Linked DNA regions of Mus musculus: region 1 is linked to region 2. A link is a contact called in public promoter capture Hi-C data. All regions are on one chromosome and are shown on one strand. Each heading gives the region's core, a stretch centred on a gene start, on an enhancer-like site or on the middle of the called end of the contact. The rest is flanking DNA. Distances are from core to core; before and after follow the strand shown. Region 1 holds the start of Cort (cortistatin). Region 2 has its middle 22 kb from the start of Gm32897.

Region 1 (6,060 bases), core at 609-3,108, 400 kb before region 2:
CAAAGCCACCTCACGCGTCACGGGGCATAGGAAAGGCTTGCACTTGGGTGGCACAGCGTGACTTAGTGACTGGCAAAGTGGGCTAGCAATCAGCTGTGCTGGCTGTCGGGGTGAGCTTAGTCCTTCACTGTTTATTTCCCAGGTCGAATGCGGGTCTCAGCAGGGTGAATAAATAAAGCTGTGTTTGCTGAGCCCAGCTGCTGTGGCTTCAGGTCTCAGCCTCCATCGCGGTGACTGGTGGTCCCTGGGAATAAATAAAGCTGTGTTTGCTGAGCCCGGCTGCTGTGGCTTCAGGTCTCAGCCTCCATCGCGGTGACTGGTGGTCCCTGGGAATGAAATCTCTTACTCTTCAGGGCTGATTTCAGAAGCAGGGCTTTGTGGCTTTTCTAGCAGGTCTATAGAATTAAGCCTTGGCTCTCCCGAGGAGATGTCTGCTTGAAGGGAAAGTCTGGAGTGTCCCAAGGGCCCTGTCCTACTGTTGCTGTGTCCTGAAGGATGTAAGGTGTTCAGGGCCTGCCTTCTTTCCCTTGTGGAGTGGTAGGGGAGCAGAGGGATAGCTCGCTGGGTGTAGGCAAAGCCTGATGACCTGAGCGTCACCCCATGGTGGAAGAGGGACCTCGGGAAGGTCTCTAGAGCGGGGCGTGTTTTACTTTGGAAGGAGCCGACTTTCAGTTGCTTTGTTTCAGTCTCGAGCCTCCCTTGGATCTTGGTGTTCTCTAGTGTCTGAGATGGGGTTTCAGGTCTGTCTGCATATGCGGGGTCCATCCCTCACATCCCCACAATTCTCAACCTGGACCTGTGAAGGGCCAGGAGGTGGCCCAGGACTTTGTCACTGTCTTGGGAAGGAAGTGGGCTGTCAGCTGGCCGAGTCCAGGTTTCTCAGGAAGTGACTGTGACCTATACAAAGAAAGCATCCCTTACACTTGGCCAGTCTATCGACGTGCATGTCTACATTTTCAAAAATGGTATCTATGACGGGGAGAGGGAGATGCACGTGTGTGCTACAGCGGGAGTGTGGGTCAGAGGTCAAGTTTGTTAGGAACCGGTGTGTTCTTCCGTTTTACCATTATCTGGGGGCCAGAGTGGAGCTGCAGGTTACCAGGGTTGCATCGCAACTGCTGTGCTCAGTGAACCATCTTCCTGGCCTCGTTTCTTTCTATCTTTTTTTTTTTTTTTTTTAAAGAAATGTGCAAACTGCTGACCTGGGCATCTTGGAAAGCCCTAGACCAGGAACTCTGCAAGTGTGCATGTCACTGAGAGGCCCAGGACAGCGTCCGTGGCACTGAGATGCAGAAGGCCTTTGGTCCCGTCTCTCTTCTGCATCCGCATCTATACTTGAGCGAGTCAAAGGTCTAGCCTGGGGCAGAGGGCAGTCTGGGACATGCTCTTGGTTCATCCTTCCTTGCGACCTGGTGAACACTGGGGCCATCCTGTGACCCTGGGTCTTCTCTGTACCTGGTTACTTCTGCTCGTAGCCGATTCAGACATGCCTGCTTTTAGCTCCGGGGATGGACGGAACCGTGGTAGGCACGTGCTGGGCTGAGCTGAGCTGCGTCCCAGCCTGCAGTCTTGCTTCTCCTGGGTAAGACCCCACATCTTCAGCTCTTTACCCAGGCCTGATTTCATATTCTGTTAAATCACCCGGCTTTGTTCTGATGGCTTCCTGCTTGCCACAGGCACAATCACAAGGAAGCAGAACTCCCAGAGCAAGCGCGCATGTGTTCTAAAATAAGAGCAGATTCACTCCAAACACAGGAAAAGTCCCGAGTCTTTAATTAAGGGGCTAAATCCAACCCCACAAATGTTTCTTTCTGTGAGAGCTGATTGCTCCGGCTTGTGCGTCACCGCGTGAGTGTGGAGAGGCGTGTAGGTTTTCAATGAACGAGTGCAGACCCCCAAGCAGGTGGTGCTAGAGCTTAAAACACCACAGAAGAGACCCTCGTCCACCAAGCACAGACCTCAGCACGTCCGAGGATGATGGGTGGCCGAGGCACAGGAGGCAAGTGGCCCTCAGCCTTCGGGCTGCTGCTGCTCTGGGGGGTCGCAGCCTCCGCCCTTCCCCTGGAGAGTGGCCCTACTGGCCAGGACAGTGTGGTGAGTGCACCTGCTCAGTTTGTCTCTGTAATTCTGACCACTCAGTCCTGCATGATGTGTTCTGTGTTGTGGTGTGTGTGTGTCCCTAGGATTTTACAACGCCCCATTCAGACCCCTGGTCCCTGTTTGCCCTCAGTTCTCCTAGCCTGGGTCTGTCAGGGACTCCTCTCTGCTGGTGTCTGCTTTGGAGACAGGGATTGCTTCCAGCTGTCACAGCGCTCCACCGTCTTCTCTGCCGTGAGACCAGTCACACGGACTTCCAGAGCCTTAATTTATATACACAGCTATACTCTCACTCGCTCAAATAATTCCTGCCCTCTTGTTCTCCATGGTGTAAATTTTATAATTTCATCAAATGATTTACTTTCTCTTTTTTCCATTTTTGAAAAAGTTCCAAGAAAGAGTCCATAAAGTTGACCATTAAAAGTGGATTTTTCTTTGAGATCACCAGATGAGTTTCAGATGGGTCGTTTATCATCAGAGTACTCCTAGAAACTTCCTGAGGAGTTTGAAAGAAGGCCCAGACTTAGCGACTCAGTCTGTTCTGATTTCTGAACATCCAGGAGGATGTGTGGAGGTGGGAGAGCCTGTGGACCCAGGGCCTCTCAGCTGGCAGCCATTTTGACAGCTTTCCTAGTCTCAGAGCTGAGGACCTCAGCACAGATTATAAGGTAGAAGTTAAAGCACTTTATTTGTTTTCAAGATAAGGCCTCACTGTGTGTAGCCCAGGCTAGCCCAAGCTCACAGTACTCTATCTGCTGTTGCCTCCTGACTGCCGAGTCCAAAGGTCTCTGCTACCATGCTTGAAAAAAATCAGCATTTTTATTTATTTATTTATTTATTATTATTGGACTGGTCTGTTTTTCTCCACTGAGCAGTTTCTCTAGAGTCCGTCTCACTCTGACTTTGAGGGAGTGTGGTTTGTTAAGGAACAGTTTGCTCTCTGTGGGGGGTGGGGGTGGGGGGGCATATCCGAAGGCTGAGTGAGTCCCAGTGAGTGAGTGGTGAGTGGTTGCTTTTCTCTCCTTTGTTATCTGCTTCTCTAAAACACAGCAGGAAGCCACCGAGGGGAGGAGCGGCCTTCTGACTTTCCTTGCCTGGTGGCACGAGTGGGCTTCCCAAGCCAGCTCCAGCACCCCCGTCGGAGGGGGTACCCCCGGGCTGTCCAAGAGCCAGGAAAGGCCACCCCCCCAACAGCCCCCACACCTGGATAAAAAGCCCTGCAAGAACTTCTTCTGGAAAACCTTCTCCTCGTGCAAGTAACCCCACCCTGGGCATAGCACCCTGGCCACCCTGTGAGATGCCAACGAGACCTGAATAAAGACTGTCAATCAGCGGGGAGCTTTCTTCTTATGTCAGCTTTGCCTCCCCTGCCCTGTGAGAATCATTGGTTTCAGTAATGCTCGCTACCGACAACAGGTCAACTAAGGGATTGGAGATTCAGTGACCCCCTCCAAATAAAATGGTGGTGGCTCTTGCTCCAATCAGCAGAACCATTGGGCTTCCGTCCCCTTCCTGGTGCTGGGAGGTGAGGGTTATGTCTTCTCTTGGTCGACATGCACGTGCGCGCATTTGTGTGTGTGTGTTTGAGTGTGTGTTTGAGAAAAGGTCTGTCTAAGCTCAGGCTGGCCTTGAACTCCTATGTAGTTATGAGTGACCTTAAAATGATTTTCCTGCCTCTACCTCAAGTGTGGGGAATATGTCCAGTTCAAGGCTGTATATTTAAGAGTTCAAAACAGAGTTTATTCTTAGCTTTTGGAGGTAGGGTCTTACATGTAGCCCAGTTGGTCCTGAACTCCCAGCCTGTCTTGGTCTCTTGAGTGCTGGATACAGCCATGTACCACCACATCCAGCCCACTTCAGTCCAGCATGAAAAGTCTCTTCTGGCCCGAGGGTGGCAGAGCGCGTGCCCTGGGTCTGGATTTGATCCTCGGCAGGCACTGTGAACTTCACAAGCAAGCTAGCAACACTGTGTGGTGATTATTCCTCATATTTTAGCTAAAACTAATTTTAAAACTAATGTTATGCTATTAAGCTGACACCATGCTGACATGCTTATAAAAGTTATAGACAAATTCGTTACACAGCTGTTTTAATTAGTAATATGAATTTGTTAGTTCTTCCCATTGATTTTACTTGGTGAGGAAAGAGGTCTCCTGACAGAAGTTTCCCACCGGGCAGTGTGGCTCCCTTGCACCCTGTCCTCCATTCCACTTGCTTTAGAGACAGGGAGTCATTGTTTAGCGTTGTCTGGCCTGCATCTTTGTGTGCAGACTAGTCTAGCCTCTGATTCAAATTGATCCATCTATCTCTTCCTCTCTGTGCCAGGTGGGCCTCGGGATGTGTGCCACAGTGTCTGGCTTACCTTGACTTCTGAGACAGGGATCCCCCCAAAGCTAGCATCCAGACTTTGTCCAGTGAAATACTTTACACACACTTGTCACGTTAGTCTTCCCATTTCACCTCCAGTGAGTAGCGGTTAGATGAGAGATAGTTCTGTTTTCTACGATATAAAGCGACCAACTGCTGAACCCACAGCTAAGCAGAATTTTGGTCTTTTCCAAGGAAGATGGGGGGCAGATTGCTGTTGCCAAAATTAGCTTCAGTTCTCTCCCCTAGCCGTGAAATACTTTCTGGTTTATACACACCTAACTGTCGAGGCACACATTAAGAGAACACTGAATGTGAAGGTTCTGGATGCTAAACTTGCTGTCACTGTGTACATGTGAGGAAAACTGCTGGCATCCATCCATTCCCCCCACCCACCCCACCCCCCACTGTTAGGTGCAGGGATCAAACTCAGGTCACCAGTGTTGGGAGCCACAGATTTTACTCACTGAGTCACCTTTCGGGCTATAGGAAGGGTGTGGCGGGTTAGGTGTGGTGGTGTAGGGCAGAAGTCCCAGCCCTCGGGAGGTGGAGCCAAGAGGATTGCTGGGAACTTAGGACCTGCATGGGTCGCACACTGTGACTTAAACCTTCCCCTAAGTAGGCTACTGCCCTAGGCGGATCTTTCAGTGTGTGGAGAGAGACTGGGACTCAACTCCCTACAGCTAAACTCAAAGCTTACAGATCTAGAATTCCATAAGATTCTGAGAATCAGGCCTAAAATGGGGAAGGGCCCAAGGCTGCTGGAGATGCCAGGGTTTTATCTCCGGACATCTGGGGAAGCAGACTCCAAATGTGACTGCTGACTTGGCTCTGGGTCCTCAGAGCTGAGCTGGGTCATCCAAGCTGAATACGGCAACACGGCTCACACTTCTGCATAGCAGCCTCAGAGCAGTACTGGGGTCCACGTGTTAGTGGAAGGATCCGAGTGAGAGGCCAGATAGTCTCCAGAAATTGGTCTTAGAGTTGTTTTTTTTTTCTAGAAGAAAGGTGTACTAGAGTGTCACTGTGAGTCTTCTCTGCACCATCCATAAGACTAGACTTTCCCTTAACTGTGTCCCTGTGTCCCACTGAAGGACAATAAAGCTAATGATCTTGCCAGGCCGTCTATTAAGTCCAGGAGACTACGTCAGCTGGCATCAGTTAGCTGTTAGTTTAGACTGAGTTACTACGCTCAAGGTTGGTGAGAATGGGTGAATGCACGCACTCGTGAGCATCTGACTTCCCATACCTGGTGTCACGTGAAAAAATAAATAAATAGAAGCAAGTAGTGTCCACCTGTCACCTGACCCGGGGTGGGGGTTGGAGGCAGACTGGGAGTTCAGTGACTAGCCAATGTAGCTGAAATGGCCGGCGTCAGGTTCAACGAGAGGCTTGTCTCAAATAAGGCTGAGTGTCAAATAAGAAATCCCATTAACGGGCTGGCGAGGTGGCTCAGTGGGTAAGAGCACCCGACTGCTCTTCCAAAGGTCCAGAGTTCAAATCCCAGCAACCACATGGTGGCTCACAACCATCTGTAACAAGAACTGACTCCTTCTTCTGGTGTGTCTGAAGACAGCTACAGTGTACTTACATATA
Region 2 (5,668 bases), core at 2,455-4,954:
GATGCAGCCCAGTGGGTAAGGCTTCTTGTCTAGCATGCTTTAAGCCCTGGGTTTGTCCCTAGCACCCCATAAAACTAGATATGGTGTTGTACATTTGTAATACCAGCACCCAACAGTGAAAGCAAAGAGGTCAGAAGTTCAAGGTCATCTTCATCTACATGGTGAGGTCAAAGCCAGCCTGAGACATTTGGCATCGTGTCTAAATAAAGAGGATACACAGTGAGATGCTATTCACAAGAGGGGAGAAGAGGAGAATGGGTCCAGGGGTTCCAGTTCTCAGATTCTCGTGTCTAGAAAGACTCATTGAAAGAGACATATCAGGGCTTGGTGGGAGAAAGAGAGGGGGGAGGGGAGAGAGAACTGAGAGCCCACAACACAGTGTTCAGTGCAGAGAAGCCAGTCCGAGCATTACATGTGGTTATGGTATCACCTATAAAAGAAGGTAATACAGATATGTGGAAGGTGAGCCAAGCATTTGAACTGACATGTCTCCGAACAAACGCACAAATATTCTCTAAACCCAGGGGAAGCATAGCCCATGAGGAAACACAGAGGAAACTGGAAGCACTGTGATACTAGGGAGACTGGAATAGAAAAATGCCCATAGTGAGCACAGTTGCTGGTGAGGATATGGAGAAACGGAGACCCGTCTACACTTTTTGTAGGAAGCGCCATAGTCCGGCCATGTTGGAAAACTCCCTAGCAATTGTTTAAAATGTTAGGTATGCAGTGATCATGGGCCCCATATTCTAGGGGTAGACTCAGGAGGGAGAAACAGATAGTAAGAGGCTAGCCAGGTGTGGTGGGATACGCCTTCAATCCCAGCACTCGGGAGGCAGAGGCAGGCAGATCTCTGAGTTCCAGGACAGCCAGGGCTACACAGAGAAACCCTGTGTGGACAAACCTAAGTAAGTAAAAGATTGCTAAGATGATGGCTCAGTAGGTACAGGCGCTTGCTGTCAAGACTGACGCCTGTATTCCATCCCCAGAAACTACATGGTGGAAGGAAAGAACTGGCTCCTGCAAACTGTCCTCTGACCTCTGAATGGACACTGTAGCATACACACACACACACACACACACACACACACACACACACACACACACACACACACACACTAGCGTGCACACGGGAAGCTCACGCATCAGTGCGTTATTCATAAGAGACGAGGGATAGACACAAGGAACACCCCAAATCCCCACAGCTGAGGAATGGCTGAGGAAATGAGGAATAGCCACACAATGAACCACGATTCAAACTGTGAAAAATTCAATCCTGGAGCCAAGAAACGGCTCAGAGGTGAGTGTGCTTGCACACACAAATGAACACCTGAGTTCAAGTGCCTAGCACACCATGTGAAAAGCCAACTGGACCCCCATGTCACCTCTAACCCCAGCCTTCTGGGGAGCAGAGACAGTGGATCACTGTTGCTTGCTGGTCACCTGTGTGTACATTTATTTCATTTAGAGACTTTGTTTCAAGAGATTAAGAGGAAGGCTGGCGGGGCAGGAAGGAAGGAAGGCATTTTCCCCTGCCTCCTCGCCCATGAGAGCAGCCGTATGCACCAATGCACACAGGCTCCATACACCACACGCACATGCATACCCAGGAAAAAGAAAAGAGTGGAATATTGGCAGAAGCTATAATAACCATGAACCTTGAGCTGCAAGAGACCACACAGCATATGATCCCGCGTTCATCTCCAGTACAGATAATGCCATAGCGATGGAAATAGTATGGTTGCCAGGGTCTGGGGACACCAAAGAGAACGAGTGTTTGCTTGAGGTTACAGAGTTTCCAGCAAGGGTAGAGCAAAGCGCTAAAGCTGGTTGGTGACACTTGCAGGGCTCTGAAGATAATGGAAATCCTGGGACAGAAAGCCCTCCAAAGGTAAAGTATGCTGGGTACATTGCTGTGTAAACTGTAAATTGTCACGGGGGTTTTTTATTTAAAAAAGAGAAAATTAAGAGATGCCGTGGTGCTACAAACCGTTAAGACCAAGACTCGGGATGCTGAGACAGGAGGGAGGATGGAGGGTTCCGGGTCAGCCTGAATGATGCTGTGTCAAACAAAAGAAGACAAAAAACTTAACTAGTAACTTGATGCATTGAGAGAGGTGGCCTATGTCTGTAAATCCAGAACTCGGGAGGCAAGAGAAGCAGCAAGGGTTCAGAGCAAGACTCTACTAGGCGGCAAGTTCGAGGCCAGCCTGGGCTACCTGAGACCCTGCTGCAACAACCACAATTTTAAAAGATGGAGAGGATGCTGGGGATACAGCGTGCACCTAGCACACAGGGGGCCCTGGGTTCAACCCTCCCCCCCAATAATACTTTTAAGGTAATTAAGGTGCTGGCATTTCTTCTTCTGTCATTACTGGTCCCCAAAGCGAGTTTCAGTGACAACCCGTCCCCCAGTGAGCAATCTGGGATGAACAAAGAATTCAACATTTAAATGAAACAGGATCCAGCTTCTTGATATTTTTTTTCCCTTTGCCCCAGGCTCCAATATGGCTCTGCTCAACCATTACTGATCTCAGCTTCATTTAAAATTTTGATTTATTTTTGATCACTGAGGATTTTTTTTGCATTAATTTTTCCCTTAATTTTTTTAACTTATGTAGTTATCACATGTACATGTGCGTGTGGTGTGTGTGCCTGAACGAAGGCCTGTGGGCCTGTGTGCGAGTGCACGCGCGGGCCTGTGTGGCCCTGTAAGGTCAGAGGTGCCTGGTATCTTCTGTCAGGTTCCACCTTTTTAAAAAATTAATCTTTAAATTTTTTACTTATTATCACAGCATGGAGGGCGTGGGGTAAATGGGAACAGGTGCCATGGTGCATGTGTGGCAGTGAGCTCTCTCCTTCGGGTGACCCATGGGTTCCATGGATCTACCTCAGGTCCCCAGATTTCCTCCGTGAGTGACTTCACCCAGTGTCTCCATGCTGATCCCACACTCCAATTTATTGGAGTCTCTTGGTGAGCCTGGGGCTCCCCTGGTCTGATGGTCTAGCCTGCTCTGAGGATCATCCGTGCCCACCTGGACTAGCAGGGTGCCAGTACACCTGCCAGCTTTTATGTAGGCTCGAACTCTTTGTTGCAAAGCAAGCGCTTGAGCCTTTGAGCTATCGTCCACCAAGCCTTTTCATTTTAACCTGAAGCATGATTTCCCTTATCCCTCAAGCTCACTTTGTAGCCTCTGAGGACTGACCTTGAATTTAGGACCCTCCTGCCTCTACTCCAGAGCGAGTGCTGGGATTACAGGTGTGCACACCACATCTAATTTATGTGCCATAGAGCTGTGTCTTTGAGCCACATTCCCGGGCCTTAATTTTTACTTGTCTTGATTTCTCTTATGCAGGGGCCACCGTCACCCCTGATGTTTTGCATTGGAGTGTTTCATTCATCCCCCTCCCCGGGTCCCTGCCTTGGGGAAAGAATGAGCACGCTCTGGCCCTAAGCCCCTATCCACTCACCCGGGATTCCCAGGCTCCTAGGAAGCCAGAGGGCGGAGGCAGGTCCGGGGTATCCGAGAGGGAGGAAGGGAGCTTGGAGAGAGGGGTGTGGGCAGGGAGGGGACGGGGCAGCCCGCCGCCTGATGCGTATCGATTTGCGCTCGGGGTCGGCGCGGGGGCACCACTGCTGGCGGGCGGGGCGACCGCACATTAGCGCGGCGGGGGACCGCTCCCCGGAACGGCTGCGGGCACATTAGACTTCCCGGCCTGGGACGGGCGACCCCCGCGGGCGGGGCGAGCTGGCTCCTGCAAGGCGGGCGCTGTGCTGCGGGGACCCACCCAATGAATGGGCCGTGTACAGCTTCACCTCTGGCTCTCCTGCCTCTAGGCCTCTGAGTCTTCCGTCAGGACTGCTTCATTGAGCCAGGCCAGGTCTGGAAACACAGCACACACACACTACCTTCACCACCACCAGGGCTGTCCATTTCTTTTGCTTTTGTGAGACAGAGCAGGCACCCTGAAGCCCAGCCCAGTCTGGCCTGGAACTTGCAGCAGTCTTCCTGCCTCAGCCTCCTGAGTGCTGGGATGGCAAGCTTAATTACCACATCCATCTCTGGTTCCCCCCCCCCTCCTCCCGCCCTCCAGTCAAGGCTTCTCTAATCCCTGGCACTTCTCTGACCTCTGACCTTGGGGTTGCATTTCCACACCCCTTGAACAACTCTTTTAACAGTATTTTTTGCATTCTTGAGAACTAAAGTGAGCCAGCCCTTTGGGAAATCACTCCTGACCCACACATCCCCAGTGTTGGCATGCATACCCTGGCTGATCCAGAAGCCAAGTCAACAAGGCCCATCCACCATCCTTTGGACAGGGAACTCTTGGGCACCTGGGTAGCCAGGCAGTGGGGCAACATCAAGGTTGAATTCTAGTTCTGCTTCTTAAAAGCTGTGTGGCCTTTGGGCAAGTGAATGAACCTCTCTGTAGGTCTGGGGATGTAGCTCAGTGGTTCAGCATCTGCCCAGCAGAACGGGAACCATAATTCCTGCCCCGGCAGAAAATCCTGGGGACTACGGCAAAGAGTCTTGCTGCAAAAGGCCTGAACTCCCCACGGTGGGTGGGGCACACAGCAAGCAGGACATCCTTTGGGGCTACTGTGGTGGTACTGTCGCAGTCTCGTGGGAGGGGGGATTGGGGAGGGGCGGATTGGCAGTGTGGTTTCTGCCATCTCTGGCTAGCCCCTCCCTCTAGGCTCCACCCCACTTACCTCCCAAATAGCAGAATGCGTCACTTCCGGAATCAGAAAGCTTCCTGTGTCCTGCCTCTTTTCCTCCGGCAGGTTCCTTTCTCCTTTATCCACTTCCGCTCCAGCACCCACCTGCTGCTCCTTGACAAATGTCTGGGGAAAGCTCAGCGGGTTGCCTCCTGGTCTCTCTTCTCCAAGCCTCCCTTCATCTTTGTCTACATTCAGGGCAGCCATGACAGCCAGCCAGGGCAGCCATGACAGCCAGCCGTGGCACCCAGGACCCAGGTCTCAGGCCATCGGAAGTCACTGTCTTCCCTTCTTTCCTCCCGTCCTTGAAACAGGGTCTCACTGTGTAGCCCAGGCTAGCCTCAGCCTCCTGGATACCAAGATCAGACTTCTGCCACCATTTCTGACACGTGGGGGCCTTCTGAATCTCCCTGGCCGCCTTCTCCTCCTCCGCCTTCTTGGTCTCCTCTGTCTCTTGCTTGACCTGACTCTAAAGCAAAGGGGAGTCTTCCTTGTTGCCACAGGCAAACCCTAGGGAGCCCTGATTCTTCTCCACATTCCCACGTCCTGCGACCCCACCCCCAATCCCTAGGACCTCATTCTAACCACCAAGCACCCGCGAGCAATTCCCAGATTTAAATAAGTTGTTACAACCTCTCTCCAAGCCACTGGCCTCTCTGTTCATCTGTCCGTCCCACACCTTGTCAGCCTCTACCTCAGAAAGCCCCCTGAAGATTAGAAAAAAAGTCATTTCATCAAGCCACAAGCAGGAGGTATTGGGAAGTTAGAGGGATGGTTCAATAGGTAAAGTGTCCACCGCTCAAGAGCGAAGACCCAAGTTCAAATACTGAGCACACTTCTAAACCTGTGCAGCAACAATGACCTGTAATCCCAGCAGGGAAGGCCTTCAGCTCACAGGCCAGCCAGCCTGGCCTCATTAGCAAGCCCCAGGCTCAGTGGGTAACCCTG

What was found. Promoter capture Hi-C pulls out the DNA fragments that hold promoters and counts their contacts.
Region 1: a promoter capture Hi-C map of embryonic stem cells shows a contact between it and region 2, with 4 times the contacts expected there. The contact joins the promoter of Cort here to the enhancer-like site in region 2. A contact is called at or near these places in 10 of 39 promoter capture datasets (the 3T3-L1 cell line, 3T3-L1-derived adipocytes, the HPC-7 cell line and 5 more), 6 of 484 Hi-C or Micro-C datasets (cardiomyocytes, embryonic fibroblasts, embryonic stem cells and 3 more), 8 of 115 datasets of contacts at active chromatin or transcription factors (embryonic basal ganglia, embryonic stem cells, large pre-B cells and 1 more) and 5 of 9 other capture datasets (adipose tissue, embryonic stem cells, liver and 2 more).

What each region holds. Positions count from the first base shown.
Region 1 is chr4:149,122,561-149,128,620 of GRCm38.p6, reverse strand. Cort (cortistatin) reads left to right here and starts at 1,858. Exons shown (of 2, transcript NM_007745.4): 1 at 1,858-2,094; 2 at 3,148-3,587. The coding sequence starts at 1,975. The coding sequence ends at 3,357. It overlaps Cenps (centromere protein S), which reads left to right. Exons shown (of 5, transcript NM_027263.2): 5 at 1-272.
Region 2 is chr4:148,722,492-148,728,159 of GRCm38.p6, reverse strand. No RefSeq gene overlaps it. Among named protein-coding and RNA genes, the nearest start is that of Gm32897, 22 kb to the left of the region's middle. Within about 2 kb of position 3,704, at least 33 of the 459 cell types and tissues checked have an H3K27ac peak or open chromatin away from gene starts, as enhancers often do. A contact at or near this core is called in embryonic stem cells, where this site is marked.